Linked DNA regions of Mus musculus: region 2 is linked to region 1. Evidence: chromatin contacts called from public Hi-C data. All regions are on one chromosome and are shown on one strand. Each heading gives the region's core, a stretch centred on a gene start, on an enhancer-like site or on the middle of the called end of the contact. The rest is flanking DNA. Distances are from core to core; before and after follow the strand shown. Region 1 overlaps Gfra1 (glial cell line derived neurotrophic factor family receptor alpha 1). Region 2 holds the start of Gfra1 (glial cell line derived neurotrophic factor family receptor alpha 1).

Evidence for each region. Hi-C and Micro-C count contacts between places; a contact is called where the count stands out from the background.
Region 2: a contact with region 1 is called in a Hi-C map of muscle stem cells, with 1.8 times the contacts expected there. The contact joins the promoter of Gfra1 here to the enhancer-like site in region 1. A contact is called at or near these places in 4 of 39 promoter capture datasets (the 3T3-L1 cell line, frontonasal cranial neural crest, liver and 1 more), 1 of 15 datasets of contacts at CTCF or cohesin (the NIH/3T3 cell line), 4 of 484 Hi-C or Micro-C datasets (the C2C12 cell line, LSK cells, the N1E-115 cell line and 1 more), 3 of 115 datasets of contacts at active chromatin or transcription factors (double positive thymocytes, embryonic stem cells and pancreatic cancer cells) and 2 of 9 other capture datasets (adipose tissue and liver).

Annotation. Positions count from the first base shown.
Region 1 is chr19:58,410,614-58,416,399 of GRCm38.p6, reverse strand. The region is part of intron 4 of Gfra1 (glial cell line derived neurotrophic factor family receptor alpha 1); the gene reads left to right. Among named protein-coding and RNA genes, the nearest start is that of Gfra1, 42 kb to the left of the region's middle. Within about 2 kb of position 1,444, at least 12 of the 459 cell types and tissues checked have an H3K27ac peak or open chromatin away from gene starts, as enhancers often do. A contact at or near this core is called in muscle stem cells, where this site is marked.
Region 2 is chr19:58,453,863-58,459,980 of GRCm38.p6, reverse strand. Gfra1 (glial cell line derived neurotrophic factor family receptor alpha 1) reads left to right here and starts at 4,583. Exons shown (of 11, transcript NM_010279.3): 1 at 4,583-4,783; 2 at 5,387-5,672. The coding sequence starts at 5,633. Gm41876 (a long non-coding RNA gene) reads right to left here and starts at 3,832. Exons shown (of 3, transcript XR_877966.1): 1 at 3,770-3,832; 2 at 1,454-1,620; 3 at 389-793.

The sequences.
Region 1 (5,786 bases), core at 195-2,694:
TTTATCAAAACAGAAAAGTAATTAATAGTGTGTGTAATATAATTTATATTGCGATTTTTACAGTAGCAGGGTTCTGAAGAGGCTGCATGCATTGCCTGGAACTGACAAGCATCCTGAGGATGTGATGGAGTTAGCAGGTATTACATGACAAACTTTTCCTGGGGACACACAACACACATCTACGCACCCTAGATAGGGATCCCACAACAGACAAAAGTGTGAAAACCACCAATGTCCAACTTGGTGAACCATTAATTTTATTGGAGATACAGGACTCACAGACAGATGCATCACCAAGAACCATTCCAGCATGGGCGACAGCTCAGAAATCTGGGAACCTGGAGCACGCTGCACAGCCTGCGGGCAGCTCAGTTGGTCGAGAGCAGCCTTTCCCCAGAGTCAGGTGTTCAGCCTTTCCAGAAGGCAATTGCTCTAAACCTCATCCAGGCAGGTCAGTTAGTTTCTGCTTCTTCCAGACAGCTGGTCTAGTCTCAAGAGTCTTTGCAGCTTTCTTTACTTACTCTGGCAGGGAAGGGCCTATTAAATCTAGTCAGTTTCAGGGACTTCCTGAAGCTATTTTGAGTTGTTTATAAGGAGCTACCTGAAGGATGGATATTTCTTCTTTCTTTCTCTCTCTTTCCCTTCCTTCCTCTCTCTCTCTCTCTCTCTCTCTCTCTCTCTCTCTCTCTCTTTTCTCTTTCCTTCTCAACTGAGTTAAAAAATGGGCCTCTTTTTACTGAGGGTCTTCTCCAAGCACCATTGATTTTATATACAGAGACCTCCTGTTCCAGGTAAGACACACTTGTTATACTTTAGGATAGCAGGTTCTGGTGCCCACTGGGAGCCCATCTCTTCATGTTAGTGGGCCTCTGAGAAGCTGTCTAGATAAGCTTAGGTTTCATCTGAACCAACAAGACCAGGTTGGGTTCCCACAGATGAAATCTCTTTCCTGAAGGAAACACAGCGGCAAGCTGGCTGTCAACACTTTCCTGGAGAAGTGAGGAGAAAAAACTCCAGCTGGATTGATCATCTGTGTTCCAGCTTAGCACAGGTGTCTGTGTCAATCATCGTGGGGAAAGGAGTCTGCCTTCTTCCCAGAAGGGGTAACAAAAGATACTCTTCCATCCAAGAGCCAGGGAAAGAGACAACGAAGCCACATACCCAGCCACATAGTCAGGGGACTGTTGTTTTTTTGGCTTCCACGGGAAGGGATGCCAGTTTTGGTGAATGTCTGATTCTTCCTCAAAGCCACACGTGTGTGCTGTGGTCTAAGGAGAAGACCCTTCACCTCTGTTCTTTTTTTTTTTCTTTTTTTTTGTATTATTGGTACTTCATACATAATTTATGTTGGGGAAAATTGAGAAACCAAAACCAAGTGTGTGTATTAAAAGAAACAAGGCAGTGGGTTGAGACTGCTCTGGTTTGAGAGAGGAAGCTGACTGGGCAGAACAGATGCCCTGGAAGAGGGTGGTGTTGGCAGATAGAGAGCAAGCAGTGAATGACAGCTGTGGATGAGTTGGTAACAGGTAGTAAAGGGGATGGAGGCTTTGCCTCTGGAGAGCTCCTGGTCTAAACATGTGTATATCCCAGGACAGAACAGTGATCTGGGGGCACTTACAGCAAGAGCCCCAATGTCTGGGTGGGACCTGGCCTAGTTGGTACAGTGTTTGCCTGTAGTGTCCGCATGGAGGAAGTATATTAACTGTTCTGATCTAAGCTATTCTGAGCTAGTCTTGGGGAAACCTTAGGCAGGGAATTTTTCCATTTTAAGGGGCTGCCACTCCTCCATGCTGGATAGGGAACATGGCTACATCAGTAGAGTGTGTGCCACACTTACTGAGGTGTGAGGACTTGAGTTCAGATCCTTGGCACTACTATAGAAGTTGGACACAACAGCCTGTGTCTATAATCCTAACCCTGGGACAGGGGCTGCAGACACGGGACACACACACACACACACACACACACACACACTGTGTTTTATAATAGGAAAGATCTGATCTGAAGGTGGCTAGAGTCTTGATTCAGACATTAACTTAGAATAACTTAGTCTTGATGGACAGTGGTGGTACCACATGCCTTAACTCTCAGCACTTGGGAGGCAGAGGCAGGCGGATCTCTTGGAGTTTGAGGACAGCCTGGTCTATAGAACAAGTTCTAGGACATCCAGGGCTACACAGAGAAACCCTGTCTCAAAAAATCAAACCAGCCAACCAAACAAAAATTATCTTTGGCCTGAACTAACAAAGTTTACTTAATTAAAGGTCAAAGATGCTAGTTGGATCCCTTGAAGGGGCTTCCAACAGTGATGGCATGGGGTTTGTGGGAGCTGGGGCCAACGCTGAGGTGGGACCCTGGGAAGATCTGAGGTTTTGAAGCCCTGGCCTCACAGAGTCCTCTTGATCCCTTTTAACACCTTTGAGGAAGGTTAATGATTAAAATATGTTCAACTTGAGGAAATTTCAGAACAAATTGTCCAAGTAATATGCAGTTCCCCCTTTCTTCCTACCTATGCTGAATGTGCTGTTTAATTACCCTGTAATAGATTATTGTTGCGGAGAATATATATATGTGTGTGTGTGTGTGTGTGTGTGTGTGTGTGAGTGTAGACAAGTCCTTTATCATCATTAAACACTGGATTGTTTTGGTGTTTTTTCCTTAGTTTTCCTTTTTCTTTTTTTTTAAATTTAGAATCACTTAAGTATCTCCGAAGGTTTGAAAAAACTGTCAGAGAACTTAAGTTTTATTTGGGCTTTGAAAACTTCAACACAATGCCTTGATATTTACAATAAATGGATCCATCCAAATGGGGTGGGTTTAAAGCAGTAAAGTTCTCATCTCCCTAAATCACCCAGCGGCCATTTAAGACAAGTTCTTGGAGGTCTGCCAGCTCCTCACTCCACAGGCACTCTCTCGAGGAGAGGGGGTGGAGTCACCGGCACGTTTTGCTCACATTATTTCTGAACATCGTGGAGTATGTTTAATTTTTAACTTGTTTATTTTAGTACAATCTGGAGTCTAGCCACTCTGGTTGGGACCGTTTGACCTCAAGGGGGGAATCTTCCTCTTTACCGGAAACTCTCACAAGTAGTAACGGTCAAGATCTTTGCTAGAAAGAAGAGAGAATCAGTCTGGAAGGAGATCAGCCTCTCCTCTCCTCTCCTCTCCTCTCCTCTCCTCTCCTCTCCTCTCCTCTCCTCTCCTCTCCTCTCCTCTCCTCTCCTCTCCTCTCCTCTCCCCTCCCCTCCCCCGTCCCCTCCCCTCCCTTCCCCTCCCCTCCTTCCATCTTCTTTGGCCCCTCCACTTGAGGCTGCCAGTTTGATCCCAGTGATAACATCTCTCTTCTACTGTGGTCAAGCTCATTTTTGTGAGGAAAACTTTGTACTCAGCCCTGTTGGCAGAGGAAGTGTAGTTGATTCACAGCCCTACGGTAGAATTAGTTTTCAGTAAGCCTGTGTGCAGAGGTCTTGATTTAGATGTGGAACTTTTAAGTAATGGCTGTCACAGGGCATTAGCTTTTATACTGTAGTTAGAATTTAAATCTATGGGTACATTACGACAGATTATTTTTCTTCACTAAGCAGGTGAGTTGGGAAAGGGCTGGCTGATGTTTTCAGGTAAGAGGAAAGAGAAAGGAAAGGGTTTAGAGTGTGGGAAAGGAGAAAGAGGGTGCTCATCAGAAGCCGGAGAGGAAAGCACCATGGGATTGTGGTTGTGAGAGCTCCACCCTGCATTTACCTAACACTTACATTAATAAGATGCTTTCTATCAAATCAATTATACAATCTGAATCCACAGTGAGTCCAAATCATTGGAGGAAGACGTATCTCCATGCCTTAGATGATGTGACGCTGTAGTGAATTTATGACTGAGAGGTAAGATGTTGTAACAAGGCCGTGGCTTGGCTCACAACATTTTACTATTTACAATCTAAGGTGTGAAGATGCCGAGCTCACAGAGTTTGACTTAATTCATGTCACAAAACAAATGAGAATTCTGGGACTTGAAATGTAGGCTGACAGACCTTGCTGGCTCTTCAGCAGAATCAGGAGGACACAGGCTGGGCTTGGTGGGTACCTTCCCAAGGGTCCACCTGCCCTTGTCTGGGCTCATTCTTGATTTAAAAATCAGATTTCAGGTGAACTGTTAATGTTTTACTTCAGCTCTCATTCAACAAATTTTAAATGTATATATGAGTGCTTTGGTTTTTTTTTTTTTTTTTTTTTTTTTTTGGGTATTGTTTTAAAAGAAGAATCCAACCAGTCCTGAACATCACCGTGAAGTCTCTCTTGATTTGTAGTCTGCCATGGTCCTGCCCGTTGCCAGCTTCCTGTCCATTTTTCTGGGCTCCAGACACACAGCGATGCTCTATCCAGCCAGGGACAGTCTGTATTTCTTTTCTCCTTTACTGTGTGTCTATCCTGTGTCACTTACTGTACCAGCCGCTGCAGCTACCATTCATTGCTGTGACTCTCTGCTTGCGATGGCTTTGATAAAATACTCATCTCATATTAAAACATCTCTCTGTGTGTAAGAAGATGAGATAGAGAGGGGGCAGGGTAACTTGGGGAGGTGAGGGACAGAAAGAGAGATACAGAGACACAGACAGATGGGACAGATGGACAGACAGACAGACAGACACAGAACATATGTACCTGATAGAAACAACTTAGGAGAGGTTCATTTGGGCACACAGTTGCAGAGAGACCTCAGGGCAATATGGCAGGGAAGGCCGGGCAGCATGCATGGTAGCCCAGTGTGTCCTACTGATTCCTGTCAGTAAACCAGGAAGCAGAGAGCTGAGGAACGACTGACTGCTCAGAGCTTGAGCCTGTGGGGGGTTTCTGGCCCCCTCCCTCTCCCTCTCCATAGTCCTCCCTCCTGCTTTCTCCCCTCAGGTGTGCATGTGTGCTTACATCTGCAGACATCTAGATTATTGAGTTGAGAACGAAGGCTCTGGTCTGTTTATATGAACGGCACCTGTCTAATGGTCAGTCAGCAAATACTTCTAGGCTAGAAACAAGCTTGTTTATACCAAAAGCTTTCCACTGCCCTGCATGAGGAGTTAGAGTTCAGTGGGGAAGGACACACAGCGTCCATCACACACACGGCTGTCTAGACTGCAACCCCTCCAGCAGCTGCTGAGGAGTGGTTGGCTCCATGTTACCGGCCATCCCACTGAGCGGAGTGAGGAGAACTTAGGTTTTAGCACAAGGGAGACCTGCTTGTGCTTCTGCTGTGACCTTGCACAGGTCTCATTTTCTCTAGCTCTGAAGTGGGAGTGCTCTGTTTGTCTGTCAGCATTGCTGTGTAACAGATCAGGAAGTCTGTGTGAGGTGCTGGGGAGGGGTGGGCACACGTCAGAGGTCCTTTGGGTCAGGAGCTCTACTTTAGACAGGTGAGTAAGTCCTTAGCCTTTTCTTGTGCTGTCCCACGATGCCTTTGGGTTGATGAGATGAAGCCCTGAGTCCAGATCGTTCAGATGGCTGTGTGATTACTCTTTTAAATGAAGAACTTGGCCCCGTATAGAGAGGCATAAAAAGTTCCTTCAGATTCCAGAGTAAAAGTCACAGCGACAGACTAGCTCAGGGAAGAGCCCAGAGGGATCCTGGTAAGGCTTTGGATGGAGATTTCCAGCACTGGAAAGTCTTCCCTAGAGCATGGTTATTTGTATCAGATAAGGTAGACTGGGTTCTTTTCTCTTAAATGAAAGGTCATCTTTTAAAACAAGATTTACTTATTCTTACTGTACATATATTTATTGTATATCTCTCCAGTGGACTGGA
Region 2 (6,118 bases), core at 3,334-5,833, 40 kb before region 1:
GGGTCAAAGTGCAGTTTAGGAGGTGAGAGTTTTGTCGGCGCGGCGAGCCTTCGCCAGCTTTCCGGTTTAGATGGTCAGCATTCATTTTTATCGGTTTCCCCAAAAGACGGCGAGAGGGCTTGCAATTGTGTTCATGGGGTTGTTTCTTTAAAAATAATTCTGAGCCAATTTGGCTTTTAAAATTTTGCCTCTGAAGACGAAGGCAGGCTCCAGGGTGGTTGTGATCTGGCCCTTTTCCCAGAGAGAGGTACATTTCTAGATGGTTTCAGAACATCAGGTGGGACTGTGTTACTCTGCTTCTGGCTTTATGCCTTAAAATATGACCTAAGGCAAGCTATCATTTCCCAGAAATGAAATATGTCATATTTTACTATTAAAGTGAGGCAGAAAAAGAGCATTCTATTATAATAATGGTTTTTGTTTAAAAAAATTTAAATGTCAAATCCCCAAAGGAATAATACATATCTGATACTATTATTGGAACTGTAATACCAGTAATCATACGAGGTACTTACATTTAGTATTGTTCATACAGTAAAGGGATTTTCATATAAATCTTTCTGTAAAATTATGGTGTCAGAGGAAAATGAGGACCAGCACTACGCATTATTCATGCAATCAATACGCATTCTTTGGGATTGAGTGTGTGTCAGTCATAAGTCTAAATGCTGGGGATGCAGACCTAAGTTCTAGAACATTCCCTTGCCTTCAACGAGCTCACAGTCCAGTCAAGGAGGCAGATAGAGTGCCTGAAACAACGGTCACCACAGATGTAGCAGAGCTTCTGATGGGGCTGTGGAAGGAACACACGGAATGGTTAGCTCATGCAAGGAGTCTTTGCTATGACTAAGTGATCTACTCAGCTAAGCTGGACCTCAAGGTATTAAGATGTAGGATTTCATGGGCAAATGGAAGAGAACAGTCAAGAAAAATCAGAGTAACATGGAAGGAACAGATAAATACATTCAGTGAGGGGTTTTATGTAGTTATTGAGGTAAGCCTGTCAACTGGCTAATGTCAAGTGATGATGTAGTTTGAATGACTTTTGAGCAGTACAACTTTAGGGAAAGAATATGCTTTACGTTATATTCCACGGGACAAAGGCAAAGAGAGTAAGACACAAAATGTCACATGAGATAAAACTGTCACTTTCATCGTGACTCATCTGTTAACTTATGGAAATACGCTCACATCAAGAGATACAAGAAGATTGCTCACTTCACATGCTCACGGGTGGATTGAACCTAATTTTGTAGCATTAAAACCAATTTTCCACTGAGGATTACACGAACCTTTATAATGATTAATATTTGATATTTCAATGTCACCTTTCGTCCTGAGACACATCCGTGCTCATGGGAAAGACAAGCTCTGAGGATGCAGAATTAATAGAACATGTCACACTTTCTATTTTCCATATTCCTAAGGCTTTCTGGCTGTGCATTTCTCTCACCTTTATGGTAGCAGACCGTGAGGCAATGGTTTTCCTTATGGGGTCCTGCCTTGAGAAGTCATAAGCTAGAGTATGAACTACATCTTTTTGTTTACAGCTCTTCTCACAGGATGAAATTTGACATGGCCGTTTCTCTTCTCCTTTGCTTTACTACCACTGATCACATCCTGTGTACAGAGCAGACGTTCAATGGGCTGTGTCATTGTAGAGTTCTTCTCCTTCCACGGAAGGAAAACAAAACACCACCATCACCATCAACATCATCACCATCACCACCATCATCATCACCACCTCCACCATCACCACACTCAACCACCAATCACCACCATCATCACCTCCCTCACATTCCATCACCTTCACCACCCCCAATGGCCCCACAATCCCCATTGTGCCATTGCTTAATAAAGCACTCACTGGATGCCTACAATGATCTGTTATTCTATATAGAAACTGTGCCTATTAATTTAACAGCAACATTAGAGGGTAGGGCTGTCCTCTTGATCTTTCTGTGATTATGGAAGAGTTTTGTAAGCCTTATCAGATATGGTAACCATGGTCATGTATAGTCATTGGTTGGTGCCACTGAGAACTAACCACACTTACCTGGTACTTAATTTTAATTAAATTCATGGCAGTGACACTGAGGCTGGTAGTTTTGGTGTTGGTCAACACAGTTGTAGCAAACAGTGGGCATTTATTATTATTGTCCTTATTATTAATTATTTTAAACAAAGATGGGGGCATGGCTCAAGACTTAAGACTATTTACTGCTCTTGTAGAAGACCTGAGTCTGGTTCCCAGCACCCATGTTGAGCCTGAAAACAACCTGTCACTTTCTAGCTCCAGGGGATTTGATGTTCTCTCTGACCTTCATGGACTGGGACACACACAAAAATAAAAATAAAATTAATAACCCCTCAAAACCAAACCAAACCCCAAAGGTCTAATTTCACCATATCTATATTTATTATATATTATGTAAATATTTATATATTTATCATATATTGAAGGCTAGAGTGAAGAAGGGGTATGTAATATTCTTGAAGCCATAACTATTTTCGAAAGAGTCCTTTATTCCACATTTAGAGAACTTTAGACCAGTCTTTCCTTTTCTGTTAAAAGTAGATTTTAACTAACTCCCTAGGATTAAGTAGAATAACCAAGTGTTTTCCCAACAAAAAAATATTTGGAATAGACTTAGCTAGTGTCTTAAATGAAACTTAACTATTCTTCAACCACCCAAAGTGGTCCCCAAAGAAAAGCACTGAATTGACAGAGAAAAATATTCCCACTCACTTATGAAATAGGACAACGGAGGGGGGTTTTATGTTTTCAGCATCAATGGGAGTCTTCAGCTAAGTCTTCTCATTAACATCCACTTCCTGGAGATTTTTGCCTTGGTGTGAAAATATGGAAATCTGCTTCTGTACGCAGAGACACTGATTGGAAGACTCAATTCCATCTCCCACAGTAGTTCCACCCTGTAGACTTCTGACTATCGCTAGAGAAAGAACTTAAGTAGCCCTTGGATCGAACCATCTGTCGCAAAAAAAATGTGACATATGCTTTCTTTGTTTACTCAACGACGGAGTGTAAACTGATACACTGAACTGGAAATCTGTGTAAGTCTGGTGTGATTGAATGTGACACCGGGGGAGGGGTTCCTGGCGAAGGCTTCAGACACTTCATACCTGCCCCTGAGGAACACGTGCAAGGCAAAGGAGGAGCTAGCACTGGCGGGATGTCCCCTGGGTTCAGGTTGCTCACAGAGGCACAGACTCTTTGAGGACTCCAAACAATGCTACAGCCGCCACAGCTGAAGGGCACGCCTGGCTGATGTGTACTTGAATGGAGGGCTACCCATCCCTCCTCCTCTTCTCCCGGCCCTTACGCCTTAAACTAAAGCCTTTGCCCTTTTCAATTAACACTCTGGATCAAAAAAAGAGCGTCTCTTTTTTTGTTCTCCTTGGCGGCCCATTGTCTGTGGTGATGGGTTTGCAGATTTGACAGCTGGGCTCATAGATTCGATTCAAACTCTGTTTTCCTGAGAGATGATGAACTTGGACATAGAAAAGATCTCTGACACAAGCCCCAAGCAGCGAGCTGGTCGGTCAAACACTACTACGGACATACTCTAGACAGATCTCTGGACCCCTAAAGGACAGCGGGTGTCACGGAGAGCGGGGTTCAGCAGCATCGCTGGAGCGATCCTTGAAGTTGGGGTGAAGGGCTGTGGATGTGTTCTGTTTATAAAATGTTTTTGAAAAAAAATTTACTCTTGAAACAGTAAAGATGGAAATCATCTTATAAAATTACCTAAAGCTGGGTCTGATCAGACTTCAGTGCAGTGGGCTGGGGTGGACTTTGCTTTGTCTCGCTGTCATACCAGGAGGAGAGAGGTGCATGAGCTCGCACAAGCATTTTATCAATGGGTGGGTGCATCCCGGATCGCCGCTCAGGGCTTAGGTCTGAGTGAGTCTGAATCTTGCCAAGTCTTGAGTCACAGCCGCGAATGACGTGGAGAAAAAAAAACAACTTTGTGTTCAAAAGGGTCTGGATGGGTTGCTGTGTTGCACTAAAGAAAGAGCCCTTGTGCACTGAAGGGGGTGGGGGTGCGCAGTCTCCGCGACGGCGGCGGCGTAGCGCTGCGGGTCCTGAGCCTGCTTGCCTGTTGGCCTTGGGTCCCACCGCCAGCCAGCCTGTAAGTCTGCTGTGGCGGACGGAGGAACTGCGCTTCACAGAAGAGCCGGCCCTGCGCTGCCCGGAGGCAGGAGCAGAAGCAGCCTGAGGGGCCTTTAGCCAAAACCAATCTGGGCATGCTATCCTCCCACCGCTTCCAATAACCGCTGACATCCCTACCGGGCATCGAGCCGGGGCGGGGAGGTCTGCTCGGAAATCGTCCTGGCCAACTCTGTCCTCCGAGCTGTAGCAGATTGTGGCATCGTTTTTTTACCTAGCACAGAGAAAGTGAGGCCGGAAAGAGAAAGAGGAGGCGGGGACACCCCAAAGAATAAATAAACAAACACTGGCTACTCGCTGCAGCTGGACACCGGTCAATTGGGTTCAGGTTCGTGGCATTTAGAGTTTTCTCATTCCACTTGAGAACCCATCGCCACCTCCCCTCCAGCCATCCCTTTCCATTTTGCTGGCGTCCTCCAACTTTGGGGCCAGGGGGGCGCTAGTGGTGCGGGGCTGCACCTGCTGGGGTGTGCAGATGCTGTGGACTAGCTCGCTCTCACGGGGCAGTGGTGTGGATGCACAGGAGTTCGGGCGCTAGGCAAGTGCGTGTGAAGCACTGAAGTCTAGGAAGGAGCCCAGGATGAGCGGCAGGTAGGAGTAGGGGCGGAGAAGCCAGGTTTCAGTACCAGGCGGGATGCGGGATGTCAGTTTCCTCTTGCCGGACTGCCTGGGAAGAGAGGCTCGTCCAGGGGAGGGGATGACGGTGACTGGGGTAGCGATCGGTGGCCGGGGACAGAAGAGCTAGAACGCTAGTGATCGAGCCAGCAAGTGAGTGGTCGGGCGAGAGCCAGGGAGGGCGGCCAACTTCCCGGAGCCGGAGCAGGGTCTTGGTCCAGCGGGGTTGGCTAAGAAGCCTTCGCCACCGAGGCTCCGACTCCGGGCAGCGCCAGCTAGCTTCCGGCGCTTGCTCTGAAAGTAATGGTTATTTATTTGCTTGCGTTCAGCCTCTTGGGTTGTGCGCGATATCCTCCAGCTTTGAACGTTGGGAGCCCTAGCGGACCTTACCAGCTCCAGAACCCGGGTTCCGGAGCTTCCTCGTGCCCGTAATAGATGAATTCGCACCTCCTGCTCTCGGACCCGAGTGGGGGTAGCGTTGAGAAGTCCCCCGAGGCGGGAGCGGGGGAGGGGAGAGGGGCGGGAGCTGGAGGCTTCAGCACTCTGGGCTCTCATTTCAAAGCGCGCTCTTCCTTCCAGGTTGGGTCGGAACTGAACCCCTAAAAGCGGGTCCGCCTCCCGCCCTCGCGCCCGCTCGGAGCTGAGTCCCTGGCGGCGGTGGGCGGCAGAGCAACGGGGAGTCTGCTCTCACCCTGGATGGAGCTTAACTTTGAGTGGCCAGAGGAGCGCAGTCGCCCGGGGATCTCTGCACGCTGAGCTCTCTCCGCGAGATCCGGTGGCGGCTTTGGATTTTGGGGGGGCGGGGACCAGCTGCGCGGCGGCACCATGTTCCTAGCCACTCTGTACTTCGTGCTGCCACTCCTGGGTAAGTCGAGACCGCTGCTGGCTTTCTCATCCAGAGTCTTTCATTGGGGGGTCCCTTGCGGCAGCCACTCCAGAATTGCGGGTGGGTGCCTTGAGTGTGGGTGGAAGAAGTTTCGCTAGGGGGTGAAGAGGTTCAAGAATCTCTGGGATTGGGAAGCAGTGCTGGCGCGTCTTTGAGCGGTTGATTTTATTTTGCCGTGTTTAAAGGGGGTGAGAAACAAAACAAAACAAAAACTAATAACCCAGCCTGGTGGAAAATTGAGGGGTCGTAGGCTTCCATCCCAGGGCGTTACTCCCCTTTGGAAGTCGGAGCTCCCTGAGACGCTCCGGCAGGTGGAGTGTGGTCAAATACCGCTGGGGTCGGAAGAGAGCAAACTTGGAATGGAAAACTTTTAAGGGAAAAACGTCTCTGCGCACCCGCGGGGCAGACTGTGGCACTCGTCTGCC